2 separate regions of the Sus scrofa genome follow, and region 1 is linked to region 2. Evidence: chromatin contacts called from public Hi-C data. All regions are on one chromosome and are shown on one strand. The core of a region is the stretch at or near the end of the contact, and the rest is flanking DNA. Distances in the headings are between cores, read along the strand shown.

The links. A called contact is a pair of places that touch in the nucleus more often than the background predicts.
Region 1: a Hi-C map of liver shows a contact between it and region 2, with 4 times the contacts expected there. The contact joins the promoter of LOC100624495 here to the promoter of ZNF331 in region 2. A contact is called at or near these places in 3 of 47 Hi-C or Micro-C datasets (heart right ventricle, liver and skeletal muscle).

What each region holds. Positions count from the first base shown.
Region 1 is chr6:56,871,180-56,877,660 of Sscrofa11.1, reverse strand. It overlaps LOC100624495 (zinc finger protein 677), which reads left to right and starts at 4,791. Exons shown (of 5, transcript XM_013991866.2): 1 at 4,791-4,986.
Region 2 is chr6:56,609,665-56,616,613 of Sscrofa11.1, reverse strand. It overlaps ZNF331 (zinc finger protein 331), which reads left to right and starts at 5,167. Exons shown (of 5, transcript XM_021097273.1): 1 at 5,167-5,350.

The DNA.
Region 1 (6,481 bases), core at 3,542-6,041, 260 kb before region 2:
ACTTTCAGATTTAAGGATACGTGTAGGCTTAAAGTGAAGAGCTAGAAAAAGATACTCCATGCAGTGGAAACAAAAGAGCAGGAGTAGTTTTTAGTTATATTGGACAAAAACTTAAATCAAAAGCTGTAATAAGAGACAAGTTCATTATATAATGGTGGAGTCATTTTATCAAGAGGATGTAACAGTTGTAATATATATGCACTTGACATTGAAGCACCAAGAGTCTTTTCCAACCACAGTGTCTTAACACGAGAAAAACGATTAAAAATGGTAAATTTGGAGTTCCTGTCATGGCTTAGTGGTTAATGAACATGACTAGGATCCATCAGGATTCAGGTTCGATCCCTGGCCTTTCTCAGTGGGTTAAGAGTTTAGAATTACCGTGAGCTCTGGTGTAGGTGACAGATGCAGCTCCATCCCATGTTGCTGTGGCTGTCATGTAGGCCGGCAGTTGTAGCTCCGATTTGACCCCTGGCCTGGGATCCTCCATATGCCTCAGATGTGGCCCTAAAAAGGCAAAAAAGGGGTAAATTTACAAAGATAGGGAAATTAACATGCTCCTCAGCAGCTAATAGGTCAAAGAGGAGTTCAAAGGAGAAATCTATATCTTAAAAAAGTGAAAATGAAAATACATCATGCTAAACCTTATGGGATGCAGCAAAATCAATTCTAAGAGGGAAATTGATAACAATAAATGCCCATGTTAAAACAAACAAACAAACAAAAAAACCCCCCAAAAATAACCCCAGGAGTTCCTGTTGTGGCGCGGCAGAAATGAATCCGACTAGGAACCATGAGGTTGTGGGTTTGATCCCTGACCTCAATCAGTGAGTTAGGGATCTGGCATTGCTGTAGGCTGTGGTGTAGGTTATAAATGTGGCTCAGATATGGCGTTGCTGTGGCGTGGGCTGGCAGCTGCAGCTCCAATTGGACCCCTAGCCTGGGAACCTCCATGTGCCACAGGTGCGGCCCTAAAAAGACAAAAAAAAAAAAAAAACCCAAAAAACCGCAAAAAAACCCCACCTAACTTTATTGCTTAAGGGACTAAGATAAAGAAGAAAAAAACTAAGCTGAAGTAGAAGGAAGGAAATATCAAAAATCACGGGAATAAAACAGACCAGGAAAAAAAAAAAAAGATTAAGGAAACTAAGGTCTGGTTTTTGAAAAGGTAAAGTTGATAAAAATTTTAGCTACACTAAGAAAAAAAGACTCGGCGTTCCTGTCATGGCTCAGTGGTTAGCGAATCTGACTAGGAACCATAAGGTTGTGGGTTTGATCCCTGGCCTTGCTCAGTGGGTTAAGGATCTGGTGTTGCCCTGAGCTGTGGTGTAGGTCGCAGATGTGGCTCGGATCCTGCATTGCTGTGGTTCTGGTGTAGGTCGGTGGCTACAACTCTGAATGGACCCCTAGCCTGGGAACCTCCATGTGCTGCGGGTGTGGCCCTAGAAAAGGCAAAAATACAAAAAAAAAAAAAAAAAAAAGACTCAATCAGAAATGAAATAGGAGATATTACAACAGATAACAAAAATTAAAAAGATCATCAACTGTGAAACAATCCAACAATTTGGATAACCTAGAAAAAATAAATTTCTAGAAATAAACAACCATGACTGAATCACAAATAAAAATCTGAACAGAGTAATGACAAGTAAGGAGATGGAGTCAGTTATCAAAAATCTCCCATCAAAGAAAAGCCCACTGCCTTGGAAGAAAACTTTTCTTCAGTGGTTGAGCACAGACATTTTTTCCCCCTTAAAGGCACAGTATTGAATGTGGAACAGACACTAACTCACAGAAGAGTATCACAGAAGAGGAACCTGTCGCCTTTCTCAGCATAGGGGTCAGGGGACTACTGACAGCAGTGGCTGCCAAGGTGAATTCTGGGGAGAGGCAGGTCCCTACCCAGGAGAACTTGAGGATGGGAACTCTAAAGGAGGAAATGGGAGCTACAGAATTCCAGGCCCAGGGAGAGGATGCAGTGTCCAGGGCTGCACTTGGGGCATGGCAGCAGGCACTGCCCTTAAAGAGCCTAGAGGAGCAAGACAGAGAGTTTGAGGGGCATGAAACTGTCTTTCTGGTAAGGGCTTTGAACAGCAAAAGGGATGTGTCTTGGAGGTCAGGAAAGAGATTTAAGTAGGAAAAAATACTCAACAATATAGAAACAGTTATAAATTAAAAAATGAGACTCCCTTTTGAAAATAAGGGAAGAGATCCTTCCCCATGTTTTTTTGTAGTGCTTTAGAAAACCTGTACTTTCTCCTTCCTTTGACATGTATAGAAATCCTTTTGGAAATAAGGCAGATCTTTTATCAGCATTATAAGCCAAGAATATCTTCCAAGGACTTAAGAGTCTTCTCTTTGACATGGAAACATCAAAGAAGATAGCATCCCTGTCTTCCAGTTTCTGTGGAAGGTGTCCAACAAAATTCACAGCAGAGCTGCAAAGAAGAGCTTTATTTGAGGTCTGAGAATTGCAGTTTGGTAGATACAGTTTCAAGTAGGCATTGAAAATGTGTTCCAAGGAGAAGAGAGAAGGAAAAAGTTGATAAAGGCAAAACCCAAAAAGATTGCAGAAGTTTTGAGAGAATTATGACTAATGCTGGCAAGCTGAAGGTATTCTTATTTATACGTGGTCACTAAAGGCAGAAATTACTAAACATCAGTAAATAAATGCCAAACAATCTTAAACTTAAAAAAAATTACATGTGTGGCAAAGTTCTCATCCAAAATTCAATCCTTGAGAGATCACCAGAATACTATTTTGAGAGTGAAATCTTTCAAATTTATGGGTAATGTTTGCTAGGCCTTACTAAGTATTAGTTAATTCAAATGTAATGAACCCTGAAAAATTATAACCAATGCTTAAAATTTATGAAACATCATATAATGTATACTGTAGTGAAACCTTACAAACTTAATATGTTAAAAGGCTTTTTATTCAAAATGCTCCTGTTGCATTAAAAAAATTCTTCTGGAGAGAAGTCTCTACATGTAGGGATTTGAAACATTTCATGGTGAATATTAACTCATTCATATTGCCTTAAATATTATTGAATGTATAAATGAAACCATTGGAAATTTGACAAATCTAGTTTTGTTTCCTTTAGGGTTTATGTCAACTAATATAGACACCCCACCCTTTTTTTTTTTTTTTTTTCTTTTTATGGCTGGACCTGTGGCATATGGAAGTTCCCAGGCTATGGGTCGAATTGGAGCTGCATCTGCAGCCTATGCTACAGCTTGTGGCAATGCTGGATCCCTAACCCACTGAGCGGCCAGGGATTGAATCACATCTTCACAGAGACTACATTGGGTCCTTAACCTGCTGAGCCAAAAGGGGCACTCCGACATCCCCTTGTTAAGGTGAAAACAAATTCAGTAGTCTTCTAAAGAGCACATACAGGATTTGTTATCTTTACCTGAGAAATATATCTGAACATTGAGAAACAAAATAAAAGGGCTAAAATATAAAAACAGTATTTTTATTAATATTCTTCCTAGTGACCTTTGGATAAATGTAAAGTGAATTAAAAAGGCTATTCAGAAATTACTGACAAATTATAACAACATAACAGGTTCTCTCAAAGGTATCTGATTTTATTCACCTCAGGTGTGGAATAGAACAGCAAGTACTAAAATGAGCAACACAGTTTATATCGATTTTTGCTTTTTAATTTTTTTAAAATAGTGGCTGGTGACCTAAATCATTACATGCCTCATTCCTTTACCTCCCACTATCCAGGCTTGTCCCTATAAAAGTTTCTGGAACTGACCACGGATTGAGCACAGGATGAGTGGGAAATGGAAGTGGATATGATGTTTTGATAGATGCCCATGCGGTGGGCCCATTTCCCACCGGTAGCGTTTTGCATTTAACATTCCAGTTTGCATTTTGGGCACAGACAGTTGCACTCCTTCCTTAATTATATTGCTTAAATTAAATTCTAGTTGAGGAGCTATCACTGGATCCACCCATCGCCCTACATTGACTCCAGATGCAGGTTAGTGTTCCCTGACCTCAGAGTTACCCTTGTCACTCAAGCAGGATAGGCATCTTCTCTCCTTTGCAAAAGTGATTTGATGAAACCTATTCTCAGGAGTACCTGTTGTGCCTCAGCCGGTTAAAAACCTGATATGGTGTCCTCAAGTGTGTGAGGTGGATCACAGAGTAGGTGAAGAATCCTGCGTTGCCACAAGCTGCGGTGTTAAGTCTAAGATGCCGCTTGGATTCCATGTTGCAGCTGAAAACAAAAACAAAAACGTTTTCCACCTGTTTTCAGCAAGTGGCCCACACAACTCTAAGTTTACACCTTAAATTGCAAGGTCAGTTTAAAATAGGCAAAGAGGGTGTTACCTGTGGTGCAGCGGAAACTAATCCCACTAGTATCTATGAGGATGCTGTTTGATCCCTGGCCTCGCTCAGTGGGCCGGGGATCCCGGCTTGCTGTGAGCTGTGGTAGCTGTGGTGTAAGCGAGCTGTGGTGTAGGTCATTGTCGCAGCTCCAATCCCGAGTTGCTGGGACTGTGGCGTAGGCCAGCAGCTGCAGATCCTGTTCGACCCCTAGCCCGGGAATTTGCATATGCTGGTAGTGCAGTCCTTAAAAAAAAAAAAAAAAAGCAAAGATCAGCCGAGCTCCTGAGATAAATTCAAATTGATCCAAACTCAGAAGAAGCTCCGCCCCCGCGAAGCGCTGAGGGGAGCCCAGGCCCCGCCCCCCCCACTGCCCGCGCCCAGGCCTGGCCCCTATCCAGGCCCATTTCCGGTGGATCTCTGCTTGGGCCCCGCCTCCGGGGTTCCCGGGAAGCAGTGCGCACGCGCAGCCTCGCAGACCGGAAGAGGCTTCTGCGGGTGTAAGGTCGTGTGGCGGGCTTTGGTTTCGGCCTTTTAAGTTTAAACCTGGGTTTCACAGTCCACAGTCTTACACACCTGGGGTCTTGGGGTTGCTACGGACGTTAAAATTCCGGCACCCACGCCTCCTACCTTCGGTAAGTTCAGGAGTGCCGGTGAGATGCCCAAGCCTGACCGCTTTGCTCTTGGGTCGGGGGTTGGCCTTCGTTTTCGGTTAAAATCTAAGGCCTTCGGGCCATTAGACCCGCTTGCCGCTTTTTCCTGTAAAACCCTTCACCGACCACCTCTCCCAATCCTCGCTGCCTTTTAAAGTCCTGGGAGATAGACTTCTTTCTGTTGGGGGGGGGGTGGCGGGGCGGTGGTGGTGGCTGAAGCATGTGGAAGTTCCAGGGATCGAAACTGCGTCACAAAGGAGCTCCCTGGACTTTTTTTTTTTTTTTTTTTTTTTTTTTGTCTTTTTGCTATTTCTTGGGCCGCTCCTGCGGCATATGGAGGTTCCCAGGCTAGGGGTCCAATCGGAGCTGTAGCCACCGGCCTACACCAGAGCCACAGCAACTCGGGATCCGAGCCGCGTCTGCAACCTACGCCACAGCTCACGGCAACGCCGGATCGTTAACCCACTGAGCAAGGCCAGGGACCGAACCCGCAACCTCATGGTTCCTAGTCGGATTCGTTAACCACTGCGCCAGGACGGGAACTCCTCCCTGGACTTTTGAGAGAGTTTCTAAAGCTTTACGCTTCTGCCCCAATGCTCGCCTCTTGGCCCCTATAGAGGCCCGCATTCTCTCCCTGGCCCTCGTATTCTGCAGGACCCCCCCCCCCGCCCCCCGCCCCCCGCCCCCCCCCCCCAAGAGATCCAGTGTCCTGGAAGAGCACACTTTTCAGTACGGTAGGATTTAGGATTGCAGAACTCGAGGGGTCCCAAGACCACGTCGTCACCTCCTCTTGGGATCAGGGGCTTTGTGTGATGATGATTGCAAAGGTGGAAGCCGGGAATGCGGTAGGAGGCGGGGGTGAGGAGGATCAGGAGAAAGAGACAGAGGATGAATGAGGACAAATAGACAAGTGAAAAGGAGAAAAAAATCATTGAGGTGGCCCCCAAAGAGAAGGCAAAATAGAAGATGCCTGAAAGACTTGCAAGGAGACAAAGCGAGAGTAGTAATGAGGTAAGAAAACAGAGATGCGTAGAGGAGGAGGAGGAGGAGCTCCACAAAGACGAAGGGGAGCAAATTAGGGAAAGGGGCCCTTGGTGAGCAGAAGTGGGGACCACACGGGTCAAGGCACCTCAGACAAAATGGTTAGGATAAAAAGGCTAGGGGAGCTGAGTGCAGGGACTGAACGATGGCAGAGTGAGAGCGCCAAGCCAGTTGGGGGGGCCAGTGAGTCTGGGCAGAGGGGATGTAAGAGGAAAGACGGTGTAGTGAAGAGCAGAGGGAACACAGAAATGGGGGCAGGAAAAGGCAAATATGTATGGAGATTGGGACCAGAGTGGGGAGAAGGAGAGGCAGAAATTGAAATAGGTTTCAGGACTTGTGCAAAACAGGTGTAAGGAAAGGAACAGGAAAAAGGGAGAAGGAGTAGGCGGGGTGAGAGAGGAAACAGAAAAGGAAAAACACTGGAGAGAAGCAAGGA
Region 2 (6,949 bases), core at 3,918-6,417:
AAATTTTGCCTTTTGCAACAACATGGATGAACCTGGAGGGTGTTATGCTAAGTGAAATGAGTCAGACAGGGAAAGGCAAACACTGTGTATATCACATATATGGCACAATATACTTAAAGTGAGGAAAGGGAAAAAACCTCCAACCAAGATTACCTAGCAAGGCTCTCATTCAAATTTGAAGGAGAAATCAAAAGCTTTACAGGCAAGCAAAAGCCAAGAGAATTTAGCACCAATAAACCAGCTTTGCAACAAATACTAAAGGAACCTCTCTTACATGGAAAAGAAAAGGTCACAACTAGAAAGAAAAATATTACAAATGACAAGGCTCACCAGTAAAGGCATACATATAGTAAAGGTAGGAAATCATCCATACAAAAATGTGCTATCAAGACCAGAAATCATGAGAAGAGGGTACAAATTCAGGATAGTGGATATGCATTTGCAAGTAGGAAGCCAGCAGCTTAAAACAATCGTGTGTGTGTGTGTGTGTGTGTGTGTGTGGAAAGAGAGAGAGAATCCTATATACACAGACTCCTATATCAAAGCTTCATGGTAACTGAAAACAAAAATCTAAAAGTAGATACACATACAAATAAGAAAAAGCAATCCAAGCACAACACTAAACAGTCATCAAACCACAACAGAAAAGAACAAGAGAAGGGAAGAAAAAAGACCAACAAAAACAAATCCAAAACAGTTAACAAAATGGCAGTAAAAACATACATATCAATAATTACCTTAAATGTAAATGGACCAAATGCCCCAACCAAAAGACATAGACTGGCTGAATGGATACAAAAACAAGACCCATATATATGTTGTCTTTAAGAGTCCCACTTCAGAGTTCCCGTTGTGGCATAGCAGAAACGAATCAAACTAGGAACCATGAGGTGGCGGGTTTGATCCCTGACCTTGCTCAGTGGGTTAAGGATCCAGCGTTTCCGTGAGCTGTGGTGTAGGTCATAGATGTGGCTTGGATCTGGCATTGCTATGGCTCTGGCGTAGGCCAGCAGCAACAGCTCCAATTGGACACCTAGCCTGGGAACCTCCATGTGCCACAGGTGCAGCCCTAAAAAAGAGACAAAAGGCAAAAAAAAAAAAAAAAAAAAGAAGAATCCCACTTCAGCTCTAGGATACATACAAACTGAAAGTGAGAGGATGGAGGAAAATATTCCATCCAAATCGAAATCAAAAGAAAGCTGGAGTAGCAATACTCATATCAGACAAAAGAGACCTAAAAATAAAGAAAATTATAAGAGAAAAAGAAGGAAGTTAAATAATTATCAAATGATTAATCCAAGAACAAGATATAATAATTGTAAATATATATGCACCCAACATAATATAACCTCAATATATAAAGCAACTAATAGCATTAAAAGGAGAAATCAACAGTAACACAATAATAGCAGGAAAATTTAACACCCTGCTTGCAGCAATGGACAGATCATCTAGATGGAAAATCAACAAGGAGACGCAGGCCTTAAATGATGCATTAGACAAGCTAGACTTAACAGACATTTATAGAATATTCCATCCAAAAGCAGAAGAATGCACATTCTTCTCAAGTGCACACAGAAGATTCTCTAGGATAGATCACATTCTGGGCTACAAATCAAGTCTCCATAAATTTAAGAAAATTGAAATTATATCAAGCATCTTTCCCAACCACAACACTCTAAGACTAGAAATCAACAAGAAAAAAAAACTTCAAAAAAACACAAACACGTGGAGACTAAATAACACGCTACTAAACAACCAAAGGATCACTGACAAAATCAAAGAGGAAATTAAAAAATACCTAGAAGCAAATGACAAGTCAAAATGACAACACTTCAAAACCTATGGGATGCAGCGAAAGCATTCTCAGAGGGAAGTTTATAGCAATACAAGCCTACCTCAGGAAACAAGGAAAACCTTAAATAAATAACCTAACTTTACACCTAAAACAACTACAGAAAGAACAGACAAAACCCAGAGTTAGCAGAAGGAAAGAAATCATAAAGACCAGAGCAGAAATAAATCAAATAATAATGAGGAAAACCAGAGAAAAGATCAATGACAATAAAGGCTGATTCTTTGAAAAGACAAACAAAATTGATAAACCCTTATCCAAACTCATCTAGAAAAAAAAAGAGAGGACTCAAGTCAATAAAATAGAAATGAAAAAGACGTTACAATGGACATCACAGAAATACAAAGGATCATAAGAGACTACTACAAGCAACTGGATGCCAATAAAATAGACAACCTAGAAGAAATGGACAAATTCTTAGAAAGGTACAATCTTCTAAGACCAAACCAAGAAGAAATATAAAAGATGAACAGAGACAAATATAAGCACTGAAATTGGACATCTACATGTAAAAGAATGAAATTAGAACATTTTATCACTCCATATAAAAAAACAAGCTCCAAATGGATTAAAGAGCTAAATGTAAGACCATAAACAGTAAAATTCCTGGAAGAAAACATAGAACACTCTTTACATAAGTTGTAGCAGTCTGGGGGAGGGGGTGAATCTGCCTCCTCCAGGAAAGGAAAGAAAAGTAAAACTTTTAAATGTGACCTATTTAAACTTAGAAGCTTTGTACAGCAAAAGAAAACATCAACAGAATGAAAAGACAACCTACTGAATGGGAAAAAATATTTGCAAATGATATATCTGATAAGGGGTAATATTCTACAATATATAAACAGCTCATACAACTCAGTATCAAAAACAAAAACAAGAAACAACTCGATTAAAAATGGGCAGAAGATCTGAATAGACATTTTTCCAACGAAGACCTACAGACGGCCAAAAGTTACATGAAAAGATGCTCAACATCACTAATTATCAGGGAAATGCAAATCAAAACTACAAGAAATCACCTTACATAGCTGTCAGAACAGCTATGGTCAAAAAGACCACAGATAGCAAATACTCCCAAAGAGATGAAGAAAAGAGAACCCAAGGACACTGTTGGGAATGTAAACTGGTATAGCCATTACGGAAAACAATATGAATGTTGCCCAAAAAACTAAAAATAGAACTAACATATCATCCAGCATTTCCACTCCTGGGTATTTACCTGAGAAAACAAAAACACTAATTCAAAAAGATACATGCACCCCAAGGTCCACAGCAGCATTATTTACAATAGCCAAGATTATGGAAGCAACTTATGTGTCCATCTACAGATGCTACAGATGAATGGATTAAAAAAAGACAGTGTAATATTACTTGGCCATAAAAAAGAATGAAATTTTTGTCATTGGCAATAACATAGATGGACCTGAAGTGTACTGTGCTTAGTGAAGTAGGTCAGAGAAAGACAAATTCTGCGTTTTACCACTTAACGTGTGGAATCTAAATAATAAAACAAATTAATAAATAGAAACAGACTCACAAATATAAAGAACAAATTAGTGGGTACCAATGGGAAGGGTAATGGGAGAGGGACAGAGTGAGTTAAGAGGCAAAAACTACCATGTTTAAAACAAACAAAACGCAAGGATACTCAGTACAGCACAAGGAATATAGCCAATGTTTTAAACAACTTTAAATGGAGTATGATCTATAAAAAACATTAAATCACTATGTTGTACACCTGAAATTAATATAACATGTAGATGAACTAGAATTTTAAAAAGAAAGAAAAGGTTAAAATGGGAAATACCATCCCTACACAAAAATTCATAAACATTGAGAGTACTGTGCTATGTTAAATGCCTCTGTGTTTCACTTGGTCCCATTAGAAGTTCAGCAAAACCTTTTTTTAAAACAACTTGTGGGAGGCAGGTAAACCTCCAGCATGGAAACTGAGCTCTTTCACAGCAAAGCTGTTAATAAGATGGAACGAGATCTTAACACAAAGTTTTTCACATCACAGGAACCTTAGAAAATACATGAATACTACTGACTCACAGTAGACAGACTTAAACTAAACTTTATAAACAGTATAAAGCGGCATAGTATACGAAAAGAGAACACTTACAGAAAGATTTCATGGCCCTCCTTATCAAAAACAATGCCTGCATCATTACTTAAGGAAACCAGGTATGTCACCCCAAAACATGCTTCTTTGACATAAAAATTACTTTGAGGGAGTTCCGGTTGTTGCTCAGCAGTAAAGAACCCAAATGGTCTCCATGAGGACTCCAGTTTGATCCCCTGCCTTTTTCAGTGGGTTAAGGATCCAGGGTTGCCATGAGCTGTGGTGTGGGTCGCAGATTCTACGTTTCTACGTTGCTATAGCTGTGACTTAGGCAGCTTCAGCTCCATTTCTACCCCTAGCCTAGGAACTTACATATGATATGGGTGCGGCCCTAAAAAGAAAAAAATAATTAAACCTTCTTTAAAAGCAGTAAACACACAAAAGAGCCCCTTCTCTGTCAAAAGGCAGAAAGTAAATTCTTTAAATGACGATAGACTGGGAGTTCCCATGTTGGCACAGCAGAAATGAATCCAACTAGGAACCATGAGGTTGTGGGTTCGATCCCTGGCCTCCCTCAGTGGGTTAAGGATCTGGTGTTGCCCTGAGCTGTGGTGTAGGTCAGCGGCAACAGCTCCAATTAGACCCCCCTCCATATGCCACGGGTGTGGCCCTAAAAATTAATTAATTAATTAATAATAAATGTAGACAGATGGCATCAGAGGACTCTCAAACAAACCTCATTACATGAAGATAAGAGTTATCAGGCCGTAATAGGTCTATCACTAGCCCGGAGCACTGTCAATACTTCACAATTCATCGTTTCTTTGTCTCAAAGGTATAAAAGCTTCCTGCTGTGGACATATCTTCAGGTTTTCATCCTCTTCTGAAAGCCCCCATGTACATGAAAGAACGTAATAAAATTTGTATGCTTTTCTCGCATTAAAAGAAGAAAAGGAGAAAAGAAATCCGAAGAGCTGGCAAAGCTCCCAGCATTTTGAAATTCCGCGGCTCTGAAACGCATTCCCTCCAAGTCTGGAGGTACAGCGCTCCTTTAGGGGTAGGGGAGACGCCTTCTGAAGGCCTTGTCTAGCGCCCCCGAGATGCGAACTACATTTCCCAGAAACCTCTGAGGCACAGCTCCACTCCTGCCTCTTGAGGGGTTGCATGCTGGGTAAGCGAGCCATTGAGTGTTCAGCTCCGCGGATCTCTGGGTTTCTAGACTACATGTCCCAGAAGGCTCTGGAGCACCGCCCCCAGTAGAAACTCGCCCAGTTGCATGCCGGAAGATGCGCTTTCTGCGCGAAGATTTTTTTTTTTTTTTTCTTTCTTTTTTTTTTTTTAAAGCTCTGGTTTCCTGGTGACGGTGTCTGGAGATAACCTCAACGCTCGCGCTCGCTCCGGACGCCCTGTTGGTTGTTAGGCCCCAAGCGGTGAGTTAGTAGCATCCCAGGAGGACACCAGCACGGAACGCGGCGGGCGACTGCGGTGAAAGAGAGGCGGAGAGGCCCGAAACAGAGCCTCGGCCTCTGGCTCCCGGGAGCGGCTGCGGAGGAAGTGCGAGTGTGTGTGTGTGTGTGTGTGTGTGTGTGTGTGTGTGTGTGTGTGTGCGCGCGCGCGCGGATCGGGCTCAGCCGTGTGCATAGAGCGAGACGCGCGCGTGAGCGTCGGCGAGGGAGACAGGCCGGGTACCTGTACTGGTGACGCACTTGCGCGTGAGTGTGGGCGGGGGGCGGGGGGCGCGACTCGGCGCCATCCCCGTGGCTGTGCGTCGCGTGGGCATCTGGAAGGGGGACGCGGCTAGGCTGTGACGGGCTGTGACTCGGCCACTCTGCTCTGCGTGAGTTACATGCGCGTGGGCCCTGCGTGGGTGGCGGGGCCCAGATGTGTCTCGGCGGCTGAGATGAGCCTTTGCACTTAAGTGGGATTGGCAGAGACACACACCATGTCTCTGGCGTGGGCGTCAGTTCTTGTGACAGAGTCAAGGGGTGTCTCATGGTGGTTTGTGCCATCGCTTGGCTGTGACAGGTGCAGGATTGTGTTTGGATGTGTGGCCGCGGATTGAGTGAGCACGGTTGTGTGTGACAGTGTAACCTGTAGCTCTCATGTTTCTGCTGCTCCCTCTCCCTTCACGTTCCAACCTTCTGGTCCTTGTTTGGGGACAGTGGCCCCGAATACAAGTCAAAGCCTGAACCCTGTGATGAAAATGACAAGAATGGCACAGACATAGTCGTGAGATGGCAATCTCAGAGCCATAGGTGCTCGCCATCTCAAATTCAGGTTACCTGAGTGACAGGGTGAAAAAGCCTCGGGAAGAAGATCCCCTTTTCGGATGGGAGAGGACCCTGACCAGGTAGCTGGGGGTAGAAGACAGCTACATATTTCAGAACTCCAATTATTAGAGCCTAGTCACCAGGGATCTCCGAAATTCTGAGATCTCAGTGCCCTCTTATTTCTGATTGGTTTAAGATAAGACGTGGGAACAGGTGGGGCATTGGAGGATATTTTCTGATGTAGTCTGTGCTCCAGAAAAGCCCTAGTGTCTGATTCTATCCTCTTTTAACCCCATGCCAGCTGTCTCCAGAAAAATCATCCTGGGAGTTCCTGTTGTGGCTCAGTGGAAACTAATCTGACTAGGATCCATTAGGATGCAGGTTCCATCCCTGGCCTCGCTCAGTGGGTTAAGGATCCCGTGTTGCCGTGAGCTGTGATTTAGGTTACAAATGTGGCTCAGATCCCACGTTGCTGTAGCATTGCTGTAACCCCTAGTTACAATTAGTGAGCCACTTCCAAAAGGTTACCCTTAACTGAAGGCCATGCTTTATTCAGATTGCCTTAATTTTTGCATAATGGTTTTCATCTGTTGCAGGATCCCATCCAGGACACCACATTACATTCATTGTCATGGCTCCTTAGGCTCTTCTTGGCTTTGCCAATTTCTCAGACTTGGCTTGTTTCTGATGACTTGACAGTTTTAAGAGGCTGAGTATTTTATAGGCTGCCCCTCTCTTGGAATCTGATGTTTTCTTCAT